2 separate regions of the Canis lupus genome follow, and region 2 is linked to region 1. Evidence: chromatin contacts called from public Hi-C data. All regions are on one chromosome and are shown on one strand. Each heading gives the region's core, a stretch centred on a gene start, on an enhancer-like site or on the middle of the called end of the contact. The rest is flanking DNA. Distances are from core to core; before and after follow the strand shown.

Evidence for each region. A called contact is a pair of places that touch in the nucleus more often than the background predicts.
Region 2: a Hi-C map of blood shows a contact between it and region 1, with 3 times the contacts expected there. The contact joins the promoter of KMT5A here to the promoter of TMED2 in region 1. A contact is called at or near these places in 3 of 9 Hi-C or Micro-C datasets (blood and liver).

The regions. Positions count from the first base shown.
Region 1 is chr26:6,273,460-6,280,949 of UU_Cfam_GSD_1.0, forward strand. TMED2 (transmembrane emp24 domain-containing protein 2) reads right to left here and starts at 3,073. Exons shown (of 5, transcript XM_038574820.1): 1 at 2,888-3,073; 2 at 1,212-1,404; 3 at 793-813. The coding sequence starts at 3,067.
Region 2 is chr26:6,416,937-6,423,996 of UU_Cfam_GSD_1.0, forward strand. It overlaps KMT5A (N-lysine methyltransferase KMT5A), which reads right to left and starts at 2,212. Exons shown (of 7, transcript XM_038574831.1): 1 at 2,155-2,212. The coding sequence starts at 2,164.

The DNA.
Region 1 (7,490 bases), core at 1,823-4,322:
GCCAGCAAAATACCTCCTACAAAGTGAACAGCACCATTTGCCATTAGCTATGTTCAAGTAGGACTTTTACTCCTCCAGTTACAATTCAATCTTTCCAACCCTCAGCATTCATTTAAAAGAAACAAAGTATGATGCTACTACTAAGATGTCAATCACTGTATTTCCAGTGCCATTAATAAATTAATTTTTTTAAAGATTTGTTTATTCATGAGAGGCACAGAGAGAGAGGCAGAGACACAACCAGAGGAAGAATTAGGCTTCCTGCAGGGAGCCTGATGACTCCCTGGAGCCTGGGACTCCAGGATCATGCCCTGAGCCGAAGGCAGACACTCAACAACTGAGCCACACAGGCATCCCTCCAGTTCCATTAGTTTAAAGTGACCTAACCGGGCAGCCATGGTGACCCAGCAGTTTAGCGCCACCTTAGGCCCAGGGTGTGATCCTGAAGACCTAGGATTGAGTCCTACATCGGGCTCCCTGCATGGAGCCTGCTTCTCTCTCTCCCTGTGTCTCTGCCCCCACCCCCCACCCCCCGCCTCTGTCATGATTAAATAAAATCTAAAAAATAATAATAATAAAATAAAATAAAGTGACCTAACCTATGCCTCCCGTCAACCAAATAAAAACCACAAAACACAATCACTCTAAAACTCTAATTAGTTGTAGGGGTCTTTTTTAATTAAAAGAAAAAACACTCATGCTAACAAACTGAGGTTAGAAAGAAAGCAGAAATTAGCAGCAAACAAAATTATGCAAGACAAGATGCTGTCAAGAAGCCATCCATCCACCTACCATCCCAGGTATCTCCACCACCTAAAGAAAAGTGTAAGATATAAACACACACAAAAATAAAAGAACAAAGTTTAACCAAACTAGTCATGTATAAAAGAGCAAATGATGATGAATATAACCAGGATTAGCAAATCAACATAATAACCTAAAACACACATAACCTACAAAAGCAGAGTGACTACGAAAAGTTGTCAGAAGAGGCAATTGTAAAGAACTAAAACATAATCTTCCAGAAACTTATTTTTGTTAATTAAGGGTCCCAGAGAAATAAAAAATTTGTATCACAAAAGTTTTTGGTTTTAAAGACAGTGAATGAACCTAGAGTAAGAAATCCAAATAAACACTCCATTCAGATGAATAACAATGTACACAATATTAATTCTTAAAATGTAACAAAATCTTCTGAATGTTCATCTCACCTTCTGTTTCCATGTCTTGTCCTTTGGGGGCCTCCCCAATATCAATGGTGAACATCACTATCTTTGGAGTCATGGTAGACATCCTGTTGCTAAAACAAAATTTATATGTTCCATCCATGTGAGCAGCAAATGTGTATTTTCCACTGGACTCTCGGTCTCCTTTATAAATTCCTTTATTATCAGGCCCTGTAATCTGGAGGCAGGAAAGAAATGCACATCACAAAAGATTTAAAATCATACTTTTCCTAAGTGCTACTAGCAGTAGGATATTCACTAAGAAAATGTAATTTTCACTTAGTGACAGTAACCTCTTTGGGCTGCAGTTCTCTCACTTGTGAAACAAGGCTGGACTAGATATCCTCGCTAAAACATCTTTCAATTCTGACATGTTTTATTTGTCCAACGTAAATACGAACCGCTAGAAACAGAAATAGTACCTTACACATGGTCTCCAACTGACTTTCTATCACCAACACACACAAACTTAAATATTAATATCAAAATATGAAAAAAATATCTTAAAAACTAAGAAATTTGAGCAAGCTACACTTTCAGGTTTTCCTAATTGATTGCTGCAAACCAGTGAAAGAATCTACTTTATCTGAGATGCCAGTAGACTTGACAAAAAAAGGCTAGCCTGAAAACCAACAGACCTGTGTTCTCATCCATGGGCTAACAATCAGCTATTAGGCCTTGGTCAACTTAGTTCCTCTTAGAAAGCCTGTCAAACCTGCAAAACTTGGGAGACTGAAATAGTTCATCTCTAAAGCCTTAACTAATTTTACCAGTCATTCCTTCCATTATCCCCTTATCTTTGGACTCACTTGTACTGTATAATTTGTGCCCAACTCTGTTATACTGTATAATTTGTGCCAACAGCAGTTCACTGTCCAACGATCATGTTAAAAGTGAATTAAAGTATTAGTTACATTTGGTTTCCTAAAAAAAAATAAAAAATAAAAGCGAATCATTCTCTTAATTTAAAATAAAACTAGAGGAGCAAATTTAGGGACTGTGGGTTCCTGAAATAATTTGTCTTCTCCACAAATCCACCTGCAGTCATTACCCCTAAATCGAATGGCCCGACTCCACCTTCCCCCTCGTCAGAGATGGCTCACGGAGCTATCTAGAGGTTCGCACAAAAATAGGTTAAACGCTCAGGCTCTTTCTATGAAAACATTTTAAAAAACACAACGCAAATATCCGCCCAGCCTTCTTCGGTAGCTTTCGTTTTACTTTTTCCCTGAAGTTTCCACGTCATGCCCCAACATTAATCTGAAACAACACGGAGTGCAGCTGAAGACGCAACGGGGACCTGCCCTCGGCTAACCTCAGCATCTAAGTGCCCTGTGGGCCCGGAGCTGACACGCGGCGCCTGGCCGACAAAGCTCGGCGACGGCTTCCACGGGGTGCCCGCGGTTCAAGCCGAGAACCCAAGCGACTAAGCAACGGCGCCGCACCGGAGGGGATCCGGGGCACGGAAGCCGGGCGGCCGCGGGAGAAAAAGCCCGTCAGGGGGTCGCCCGGGCGGGGGCCAGGCGGCGGCCTGGGCCCCTCCCGGCACTCGGACAGCGGCCTCCACGGCCCGCGCCCCGGCAGGCCCCGCGGGGACCCAGCACCGCCAACCCCCGACCGGCCCTGCGAGCACGCCTCAGGCCGGGGCAGCGTGCCCGCACCTCCACGTCGATGTCCAGGAAGCCGCCCTCGGCCACCTCGAAGATGAGGCCCATCTTAGTGCCCGAGGTGACCCGCTCGAAAAAGCACTCCTCGGCATGCGCGTCGATGCTGACGAAGTAGCCGGAGGCCGTGGCCAGAAGAGCGGCCAGGAGCACCAGCAGCTCGGCGAGCGTCACCATGGTGGGGCAGGGGCCGAAGCCAGGACCGGGAACGCGGCCTCCAGAGCCGCCGCCGCTGCCGCCGCCGCCACCGCTGCCTCCTCAGCCGCCGCCGCCTCAGCTCCGCCCCTTCCGGCTGCGCCACCCGAGGGGGCTGATGCGGGCGCCGGGGATTGGCGGGCGCCGGCAGCTGCCACGTAACGGACGCACGGCGGCCGCCGAGGGACATGGCGGCTCCGCCCAACCGGAGCCCGACGGTGGCTCCGAAGGACCAAACATCGTTGCTCCCACCTCTCTCCTCTTTCCCGCGCAACGTAACATTTCACGTGGACGGTACTAAAAAGCGACAGTGTCTGGAAGCCTCCTCCCCGTAGTGCATCTCCCTAAGATTGTCCAAAGACATGGCGAAAGATCTGGACGCAGCAATAGGAGTGAGAAGTAGAAGGGGAGAGGTGCCTGGGTGGCTCAGCCAGTTAGGTGGGACTCTTGATTTGGCCTCAGGTGGGGACCGCAGGATGCTGAGATCCGGTCTGTGGGGCTCCACGCACAGTCTCAGCCTCTGCCCTACCCCCCACCTGTTCTCTCTCTCTCAAATAAATGAATAAGTCTTTAAAAAGAAAAAGAAGAAGTAGGGGCATCTTGGTGGCTCCGTGGTTGAGCGTCTGCCTTCCGCCCAGGTCGTGACCCCGGGGTCCCGGGATCGAGTCCCACATTGGGCTCCACGCAGGAAGCCTGCTTCTCCCTCCGCCTGTGTCTCTGCCTCTCTCTGTGTGTCTCTCATGAATAAACAAATATTTTTTTTTTAAAAATCTGAAGTAAAAGGAGACAGGGCTCACGCCAAGAGCTTTGAGATTTTCTGTTGGCCTCCACCTGTCACCAGGAACTCCCTAACCAGCATCAAACAGGCCTCCAGTTACCCAGTTTTCCATCGGTTTGATCCAGTTGAGATGCCTGTTAACCTTCCAGATCATTACCATCTAGCTGTTTTGTTGATTTGTGTTTTTTTAAGATGTTATTTTTTTAGGTAAACTCTACACCTGACGTGAAGCTGGGATTCATAACCCTGAGATCAAGAGTTGGGTGCTCCATGGACTGAGCCAGCCAGGAGCCCCTCAATCTAGTTTAAAAAACACACCTACCAGCTTGCTGACACATCCATCCCACTACGCATTTAAGGAGCTGAATCAGAGGAGTCTGTGAATCAGAGAAGCCTCCTGTCCCTTCTGGGAAAAACCTCCCCACCAATCTGCACGCCAGCTCCTTCCACCCTAACCCCAGAACCCCTGACCATGAGTTCTAATGGGAAAAGAAAATGCCTTCAGAGCATGAACCCGACTTCTCCATTCTCTGGCCATGGGATGAATTGCCTGCCTGCCATCCAGTACTGGTTACCTGGCTAAGGTATTGAGCAGGAAAGCACTCATCACTTGGGAAACACCCTCATCCCACAGAAACCTATGGGGAAGGTTGGAGGTGGGTGTAGACCAGGAAGGGGCACAAGGGAACCTCCTGGGATATTGGAAAAGTTTTATATCTTCACCTAGTGCTTACTTATTATTTTTTTAAATCAAGAAGAATATATACATAAGACTAAGGAAACTAATTTTGCTGTATTTATATTAATACTTCCAACTACAAAAATATTTTTTTACCTTGTTCAAATCCTCCAAAGCTAGAATTCTCTCAGTTCCCCTAAAGTGCTGCTGCCACATCAGGCCCACTTACCTCCTGCCTCCAGCTAGGACGATTTTTTGCACTTTGTTTCCAGACATGCTTCTACTCAGACCTCAAAACTCAACTCAAATGTCACCTCTTTTCTTCTCTAGAACGTCCCTAAATATACCTCTGCCAAACACTATCTCCCCATCCTCTGTGCTTTCCAGGCAGATTTGTGCAACAGTTACAGTTATTTACCAGTCTGCAACACTCGTGAGCCACCAGCCTTGACATATATATGTCATTCTCTTGGAGCCCACCACAGGGCCACAAAAGACCTCATTCATCACATATTAGTTGAGCTCATTGTCCTGGCCTGGGGATGAGGAGACCTGAGTGGTTACTCGGGCTTTACACATAGCTGTGTGTCCTTAATTATGTTCCATCAACTTGGAGCTTCAGTCTCCTCACCTGTAAAGAGGGGGTGACACCTCATGCCTTGCTTGTTACCATGAGGATGAAATGACACCATGTCTGTGAAGGTGCTGTGCAAATGTGAAAGATTATTTCCTTTTTTCTTCTTCTTTTTTTCTTTTTTAAATTTTGTTTTGGTGTTTTGTTTTGTTTTGTTCTCTGAGGAATTATTTCTTGAAAGACCTACAGGCAATAGGGGGCAGTCTTGGCCCAAAATCCAGTTTCCCGCTTCAGGTGTCAAGAAACCGGTGCTGCTACAACGATGGAAGCCTCCTTGCTATGACAGTGTGTTACTGAACTCAATTGTTCCAGTAATAGTCCCCTGATTCTCCATTCTCCAGACTTTGGCAAAGGCCCTGCTTCTCCTGACAGGTCAGTTCTGTAGTGTTATTCTAAGATCCATGAGCCTGTTTCTCCAGCCTCACTAACCTACTCTATGCTTCCATTTCCCTGTGTTAAATTTCTTTCTGATTATAATACCTACAATAGCTTCCTATAAACTGAATTAATCTGATGGAAACAGCCTTTTTGACTTCCCAAGCCACTGAACCTCATAGAAAAGTGCAAAGAGCAATTCTGTTTTTAACCAAAAATCAAATGTTAACTTCCATTTTCATATTGATTAAGTATTCTTTTTTTTTTTAATTTTATTTATTTATGATAGTCACACACAGAGAGAGAGAGAGAGGCAGAGACACAGGCAGAGGGAGAAGCAGGCTCCATGCACCGGGAGCCTGACGTGGGATTCGATCCCGGGTCTCCAGGATCGCGCCCTGGGCCAAAGGCAGGCACCAAACCGCTGCACCACCCAGGGATCCCTTGATTAAGTATTCTAAATCCATGTATCAGGGACTTAAAATGTGAACATTTATCATCTTGGTGAACCATAATGAATTGTAGATTGTGGGTATTTTTTTTTTAATTGTGGGTATTTTATTATATAAATCAGGGGACCCAAATTCAAATGCCTTTAGAGAGGATCCCTGGGTGGCTCAGCAGTTTAGCGCCTGCCATCGGCCCAGGGCGTGATCCTGGAGTCCGGGGATCAAGTCCCACATCAGGCTCCCTGCATGGAGCCTGCTTCTCCCTCTGCCCGTGTCTCTGTCTCTCTCTCTCTTTCTCTCTCTCTCTCTGTGTCTCTCATGAATAAATAAATAAAATCTTTTTAAAAATAACTTTAGGGATCAGGCAGTTTTATGTGAATGAGAGATGGCATCAGCTGGAGGAAATAGGGAGTGGGAAGGACTGTGGCAAATTGGAGCATAGATACATATCTAGATAGAGTTAACTCCAATGTTTGAAAACACAGTGGTGGCCAAACAAAAAAATGCATCCAGAAGTCATCTGGAATTTTTTTTCTATTATAAAAGTAATTAACGGGATCCCTGGGTGGCTCAGCGGTTGAGCATCTGCCTTTGGCTCAGGGCATGATTCCGGAGTCCCGGGATCAGGTTCCATATCAGGCTCTCTGCATGGAGCCTGCTTCTCCTTTCTCTTCCTATGCCTCTGCCTCTCTGTGTGTGTCTCTCATGAATAAATAAATAAAACCTTTTTTAAAAAAGTAATTAACTATGCTATCTAAAAATTGGAAAAGAGACTAAAGTAACTCTAATCACAGGACGTTAAAATAATTATTGTCAAATGCTTGGCATAGTTCATTTTTCATCCAGGTTTTTCTTTATAGCACCAGTCCCATAAATGACTCATCAAGCATCTTTCAACATTATTTCAATATCTGAAGACAGGCTCTCTAGACTTTCCAGGTCACCCAAAGTAAATGTACACTTTCCTCAGCACAGACTGGCATATGCTTATGTGCCATGCTGTCCTTGAATACATTCAACACAGCAAGATGGCACATAGTGGGTACTTAATAATTGTAGGATGATGAATGAATCTCTCCACTGGGGTCTAGCCCAGAACCTACCAGGTGGTTACTGGTAGTCAGTGAGATGTAATTAAAAAAACAAAATCAGGTCTTTCCTTCCCTCTTTCCTCCCTCCCTCCCTTCCTCCCTCCCTTCCTTCTTTCCTTCTTTCCAGATTTACTGATATTTAATTCACATACCATGAAACCACCCTTTCCCCCAGAACAGTTCTTAGTTACTCCTCTCACGAAAAATCTGCACAATCACCACAGATAGTCACTGCAGTCTTTACTCCTCCTGCTGTCCGATCTCCAGCTCACTGCCAGCACCAACACTGGCTTTTGCAGTCCCCTTAACTCTCTTTCTGTTCTCATGTTCCTTTCACTGTTTTCTTGTGGTCTTTTTCTCCTCATACAGACCATGTCTTACAAGTCTATGTTGGGGTCC
Region 2 (7,060 bases), core at 962-3,461, 140 kb after region 1:
GCAGCTGAGAGTTAGTAAATTGGAAATGGTAAAAGTGTAAAAAAGGAGGGACGCCTGGGTGGCTCAGTGGTTGAGTGTCTGCCTCTGGCTCAGGACGTGATCCCAGGGTCCTGGGATCCAGTACCGCATCGGGCTCCCTGCATGGAGCCTGCTTCTCCCTCTGCCTGTGTCTCTGCCTCTTTATCTGTGTCTCTCGTGAATAAATAAAATCTTTAAAAAAATTTTTTTTTCAAAAAAAAAAAATGGAAAGAGGGGACCAATTAGGAGGCCATCTGGCCATGGCAGCAGAAATGGAAAAAAAGGAGATAATCCTCCTCAAAGGAATATACTTAAGGCTGAAAATATTTGCATGATTGTAAAACTTCAAAACCAGACAGGAGTTGCCTAGTATCTGCACATTTTGTTTGTGTGACCCAGCAGGGTTCTCAACGTGAACTACAAGTTTTCAACAAAGGCAGCTTTTCTAGAAGAAAAAGACTGACCTTTCATTTGAAGTATTACAAATGATTTGATATTTATACTACCCATTTAATAATCTACAAGAGTAACAAGGCCTTAAGGAATAAGTAACTGCTGATTTGCAGGTCAGGAGAGATAGTGAGAATCACTAACCAATAAATTACAAAGGTGATTTGTAAGCCTGCCATGGCGAGACCTGGGAACACTTGTCTTCACTTCGGCTAAGGGAGATAGAGGGGAACAAGCAAAGGCACAGCATGGCCGGAGTCTAGACAGTGACTTTGCACTTCAAACTTCCACCTCTGAAAAATGGATATAACAATTTGTAAAGATTAACTGAGATAATAACTGCCTGGCCCTCAATGGTAATTATTATTTGCCTATATTAAGTATTTAAATCTTTCAATGGCAAATTGCTTAGTTTTGATTAATTAAAACAAGCTATCTTTTTTTTAAGGCACTACTGTTGAAACAGCTTGAATGATTTGCTCTAACTGGAAAAGTGAACCAGGGAAGCACAGATTTATTAAGATTTGTCGGATACTATTAAATATACTTTTAGATGCTTAACACTTTTCTGAAAACAGTATCTTTGTCTTAACTTTCTCTGTGGGTTGGAGTATAAAGCTCATTAACTTGAAGTTCATCTTGCCTCATTTCTTAATCAGAATCTTGGGTTGTTCCAAAAGACCCTAAAAAGACTGCAGGATAATAAAGGATGCAACTGGGTGCAGGGCCTGAAAACAAAGGTTCCCAATAAATATTTGCTGAATGAATCCTTTTTTGTATTCATTATTATTGCTACACGGAGCATACTGCATTAGGGCAAATTCCTACTAACCTGTACTGCTTGGGATTTGGAAAAAAGTGTCAAACCTGAACTCATATTTCTAAAATAATAATTCTACTCGACCATCATGCTCAAAGTTTTTGCACGGAGACACAGCGTTAGGAAACGACCAGCGGTTGGAGATCGCTTTGCCGCATAACGTGGGGCTTACTGTCTTGACAGCAAACTAAGTGTGTACAGAACTCAACGCAGGGACATGCTTCCCGCGGCTGGGCAATCCCACCCAAGCCACCCCCGTGGGCAGGAGTCCTGAGCAGCTGCAGGACTAAGGGCCGCCCCGGGTGGAGCCATGCAACTCCTCTCACCCCAAAGCAGGCCAGCGGGGCCCGGTCGTCGCCCCGGCGGCGCAGAGCTGACTCAGGGCGTGGAGAGGAAAGGCGCCTGCTGCGGTGTCCACTCCGACGCGCTCCCCACAGTGGAGGTTATCCATCTGCGCCCTGGCCTCGGACTCACCTCCTTTCCCAGCTTGAGAGCGCCCCGAAACGGGCGAAACCTCGCCCTCCCCACCTCCTCGTATCAATAACAACCATTCCCTGGAGGTGCCCTGCGCCTTAGTTTCCGAAGAGCTTTGACATATGGATCCGCCGTCCCTGGAGAGGCAGGCCAGCGGGTGCCCGCACTTTAGAAAGGGGAAGCCAAGGCATGGGATTCCTGGAGACTCGTGGGGGTGGGTCGGGGAAGGTTCCGCAACCCCCCCCCCGCCCCCCCGCCCCCCGCGCAGTCTCCGCGCTCCGTCGGAGCAGTAGGGAGCCTCCCCGCTGCCGCTCCCGCTCCCGCCACCCCGCCACCCCTCCAGCGCGACCCATCACCTCGGCCGCCCCAGCGCCGACCACCTGGGCAAATACCTCTAGCCATGGCCCGGCTCTGTCACCGCCTAGGATCTCCCGGGAAACGCAGCTTTCGAAAAAAGTTGCAACAACTGTAGCCAACTGCTCCGCGGCGCTCAGGCTGCTTCCCTGATTGGCGCGGCTGCCCGCCTCTCCCCACGCTACCCGCGCTGATAGGCGAGCTCGGCAGGGAAAGCCCGCCCTCCTTCCCGCCTCCCTGGCGGGGGCGGGGCAAGCGGCCGCACTTTCTACAAGCGCTTTAGGGCAGGTCCCGGCGGGGGAGGTGGGAGGGGGTTTAAATTGTACCGTCTTCCTGCGTCGATTGGCTGCGCTGGGAGGACACCCGCGCTGCCATTGGGAGGCCCCAAACTCCGCCCTCTCGCCGCGCTGAAGCTCCGCCCCGGGAGGTGTAGTCACGCGGCTGGAGGCCCGGGCTCAGAGTGGACCGGATCTGGGACTTCCGGTTCTTCTCGGGTCTGACCGGAACCCGACCTCTGACCCCTCGACCTCCCGTTAGGACCTGCAAACCTTAGTTCTCCCAGCAGTTTGGCGTCTCCAGTACCTTCACTCCTCCAGCAGTTTCATTCATTCATTCCCAAGTTTGAAAGGTTTCCGGAGTCAATTCTTAACAGTATCCAAAACTAGCTGGCACAGCTACCGACTAAATGGATCAGAGGATGAACCTCCCAGAACCTTAGAAATCCTAGCCCACGTTATCTACCCATTTTACAGATGGAGGAGAGGTGACCAGAGGGACCAGGTAACTTACTGCTGCCCACGATCACCCAGCAGTTTAATTGCAGGGCATTGATCAGTCGCGTGACTCCAATACTAGATGGCTACCAGGGAAACAACCTTGCCCTGTGCCCCAAGGCGAGGGGAGGAGGGGGTTAGGGGGCTCCATCAGTAAAGTCCCCAGAGAAAAACGTAGGTCTTGGAGAGTCTTTGCTTTGAACACAGGTAAGGTGTCCAGTTACAGCTCCTATGTGTCCCTCCTACAGATGTAGGCAGAGGTCACTCGTCCACTGTCTCTCTTTGGCCCCCCAGAACGTTTTGGCAACCTCGCCATTGCCCAAGGACCCTACCATTGCACGAAAATAAAAATGAAGTGAAGGTAAATAAGGTGATGTATGTGAAAGCCCTGGGAAAAGTAGAGAGTGACACTATTTTTTTAAAGATTTGTTGGGGGGTGTGGGGAGTGAAGAATCTCAAGCAGAATCCTGCTGAGTGGGGAGCTTGACACAGGGTCCACCTCACAACCAATCCTGAGATCATGACCTGAGCAGAAAAAAGAGGGGGATGCCAACCTATTGAGCCACCCGGGTGCTCCAAGAGTGACACATTTGTCACTAACTCACTTGTATGGTTTTGGTATATCATTTCAGCTCTCAGAACTTCAATTTCCCCAGCTGTCAAATGAGAGAATAGGGCTGTGCTCTTCAATGTTCCTTCCAGCTTTCACAAAGATATACAAGTTTTTGTTTTCTCTAAAATGCATTTATTCTATACTTAGTAAATTGTATGCTTGGCACCATTTGGTACCCCAAAGATACAGTGATGATAAGACACAGATCCTTCCTCATATTTTTTAGAAGAAACAAAAAACCCCACTTTTTAAAATATTTTATTTATTTATTCATGAGAGACAGAGAGAGAGAGACAGAGAGACAGAGAGGCAGAGACACAGGCAGAGGGAGAAGCAGGCTCCATGCAGGGAGCCTGATGTGGGACTCGATCCCCGGTCTCCATGATCTCCAGGATCATGCCCTGGACTGAAGGCGGCGCTAAACTGCTGAGCCACCCGGGCTGCCCCCAAAAACCCTACTTTTAAAAAAGATAATCTTAGGAGTGCCTGGCTGGCTTGGTTGGTAGGGTATGCAGCTCTTGATTTCAGGATTGTGAGTTCGAGCCCCATGTTAAGTGTGGAGATTACTTACAATCTTTAAAAAAAAATAATAATCTTTTTTTTTTTTTAAAAAAGATTTTATTTCTTTGAGAGAGCATGGGGGCATGGCAGAGGGAGAGGGAGAAGCAGGCTCCTCACTGAGTAGGGAGCTGGAAGTGGGGCTCAATCCCAGGACCCTGGGATCATGACCTAAGCAGATGCTTAACCAACCAAGCCAGCCAGGTGCCCCCCCCACCAAAAGATAATCTTAAATAGTGATTAATGCTATGAGTAAAATGAAAATGAACCTGAGTGGGGAGAGGGTTGCTTCTATAGATTTGATGAAGTCAGAGAAATTCTCTTTGGTTGGTGGCTTTAAGTTAAATTCTAAATAAATAGGACTGAAGGGAAAAGATACTTCTAGGTAGAGAGAATAGCATGTGTGAATGTATGGAGGCAGGAATGAGCTTCGTGTGCTTGGGAAGAAAGACACCTGATGTCACTGGAAATGAGCACATGGTGGGGAGAATGGAGGAATGAAACAGGAGACAGGGAGGTGCCAGATCACTTAGGTCCTTGACGGCTATGCTGGCCTCTCAGCTCCAAATCCAGATTTCTGCATTCTGTTCTGCAATACTGGGGCTGCAAACCATATTGCTCCTTTGTCAGTGTTAGGTTTTGTCACCAGGAGAGGATCCGGGGTATCTGGAAGGCAGGAGGAGGGAGAAGGAACTTGCTCACTCCTGTGTGCCTGCAATACTCATCATGGTTACCTAAGCAAGGACACGCTGCTTCACACACAGGCAACTGGTTCAGTCTCCAGGTTCTTACAGGCTCCCCCTCTGATCCTTCTAGCCCTAATCTCTCTGACTTGTTCTCCATCAAGCTGAGCTAAGTTACCTGCAGTTTAGTTACCTTAGTGTTCCCACCACCTATTTAATGAAGTTCCTATTTTAAATTCTGTTTTTCTGGACCCAGACCAACATGAAAATCATAGTAAGGGCTCAGATGTTTATTCCAAGTCTAATGGGAAATCACTGAATGGTTTTAAGCCAAGGATAGATTGGTGAATCTCAACAATTATTCACTGCAAATAGTTACATAAATTACAATAATCTATTTTGAAGCTTGGAATCTCGGAATAATGTGACATGTTTCTGGAATGTTTGCTTAATGATCCCCACTTTGCTGAGATGGTTACATCATGTGGGTGAAATCATACCAGTACTAAGATTACTTTTCTTACTTTAGTGTTATTTTTGCATTTGTATTTGTTCCAGGCTTTTGCTATTGTCAAATATTTCATGTTAGCATCAGTTCTTGTAAGTTTTTATCAGATGGGATATGTGTATCCTAAAGTTCCATAGCTGGTGGCCACTATGATCTACTCCATCCCATTCTTCTGTGAATATGTGTAATGTATAAGCATACACGTGTATTTTTCTACTATATATATATTAATATGTATATAAAAATTTATATGTAAGTATGGATGGATACACATATATAAATATATAAAACTTCCCCCTATGTAGACACATACACTAATTTATAATATTACATATAATATATATTTTTTATTTTTTTATTTTTATTTTTTATATTTTAATTTTTTTAAAAGAATTTATTTATTCATGGGAGACACAGAGCGAGAGAGAGAGAGAGAGGCAGAGACACAGACAGAGGGAGAAGCCGGCTCCATGCATGGAGCCTGACGTGGGACTCGATCCCGGGTCCCCAGGATCACAACCTGGGCCGAAGGTGGCACTAAACCACTGAGCCACCCGGGCTGCCCTACATATAATACACGTAATATATTTAGAACTCAAGTAAGTGACAGTAAAACAATACTCTATACCTCATAGGCTTATTGTTAGGATTAAATGAGAGAATGAATATAAAGCATATGGGGATGTAGGAGTTGGAAATGGTAGCCATTTAGCAGTGACTTAAAATAAAGTTATAAAATTGCATCTTAGTGAATTGCTATAATGTGGGTTATTAACACTTTCTTCTCTATCTCCATTCTTTTCTTGGTGTCCTCAGAGGGAAGGCAAAACTTATCTATTAAGTAGCATTTCAAGAGAGGATTCTGTGGTCAGACTCCTGTTATTGAGCATGGAGAGAATACACAAAAATGATGTCTATTGCACAAAATTTGGTATCAGATGATATAGAGCCAATAGCTCTTTTGCTTGAGTCCTTTTTCTCATCTGTTAATGGGTATGTATTCTTTCCATCCCACATCTTTTTCTTTTTCTTTCTTTTTTTTTTTTTTTTTATTTATTTTTTTATCCCCTCCCCCTCTTTCTTTCTTTTTTTTTTAAAGTAGGCTCCACAGCCAGTGTTGGAGCCCAGCCTGGGTCTTGAACTCATGACACTGAGATGAAGCCCTGAGCCAAGATCAAAAGTCAGATGCTTGGGGAACCCTGGGTGGCGCAGCGGTTTGGCGCCTGCCTTTGGCCGAGGGCACAATCCTGGAGACCCAGGATCGAGTCCCACGTCGGGCTCCCGGTGTATGGAACCTGCTTCTCCCTCTGCCTATGTCTCTGCCTCTCTCTCTCTCTGTGTGTGACTATCATAAAAAAAAAAAAAAAAAAACAGAAACAAAAAAAGTCAGATGCTTAACTGCTTAACCAAATGAGCCAGCCAGGTGTTCCTCACATATATATATATATTTTTTAAGATTTTTATTTATTCATTAGAGACACACAGAGAGAGAGAGAGAGAGACAGAGACACTGGCAGAGACACAGGCAGAGGCAGAAGCAGGCTCCATGCAGAAGCCCGATGCGGGACTCGATCCCGGGACCCCAGGATCACGCCCTGGGCCGAAGGCAGGCGCTAAACCACTGAGCCACCCAGGGATTACCCCTCACATATCTTTTTAAGAAAAGGTATTATAAACTAGTTCTTCCATTGATTGGGGATTAATTCTTCAAAAATTATCATTTTATTGAAAAAGCAAATGGAGAACATATATCTTGATAGGTAAGGGTGTTTGAAAAGTCAGCTTAAAGATGGTTAAAGAGGGATCCCT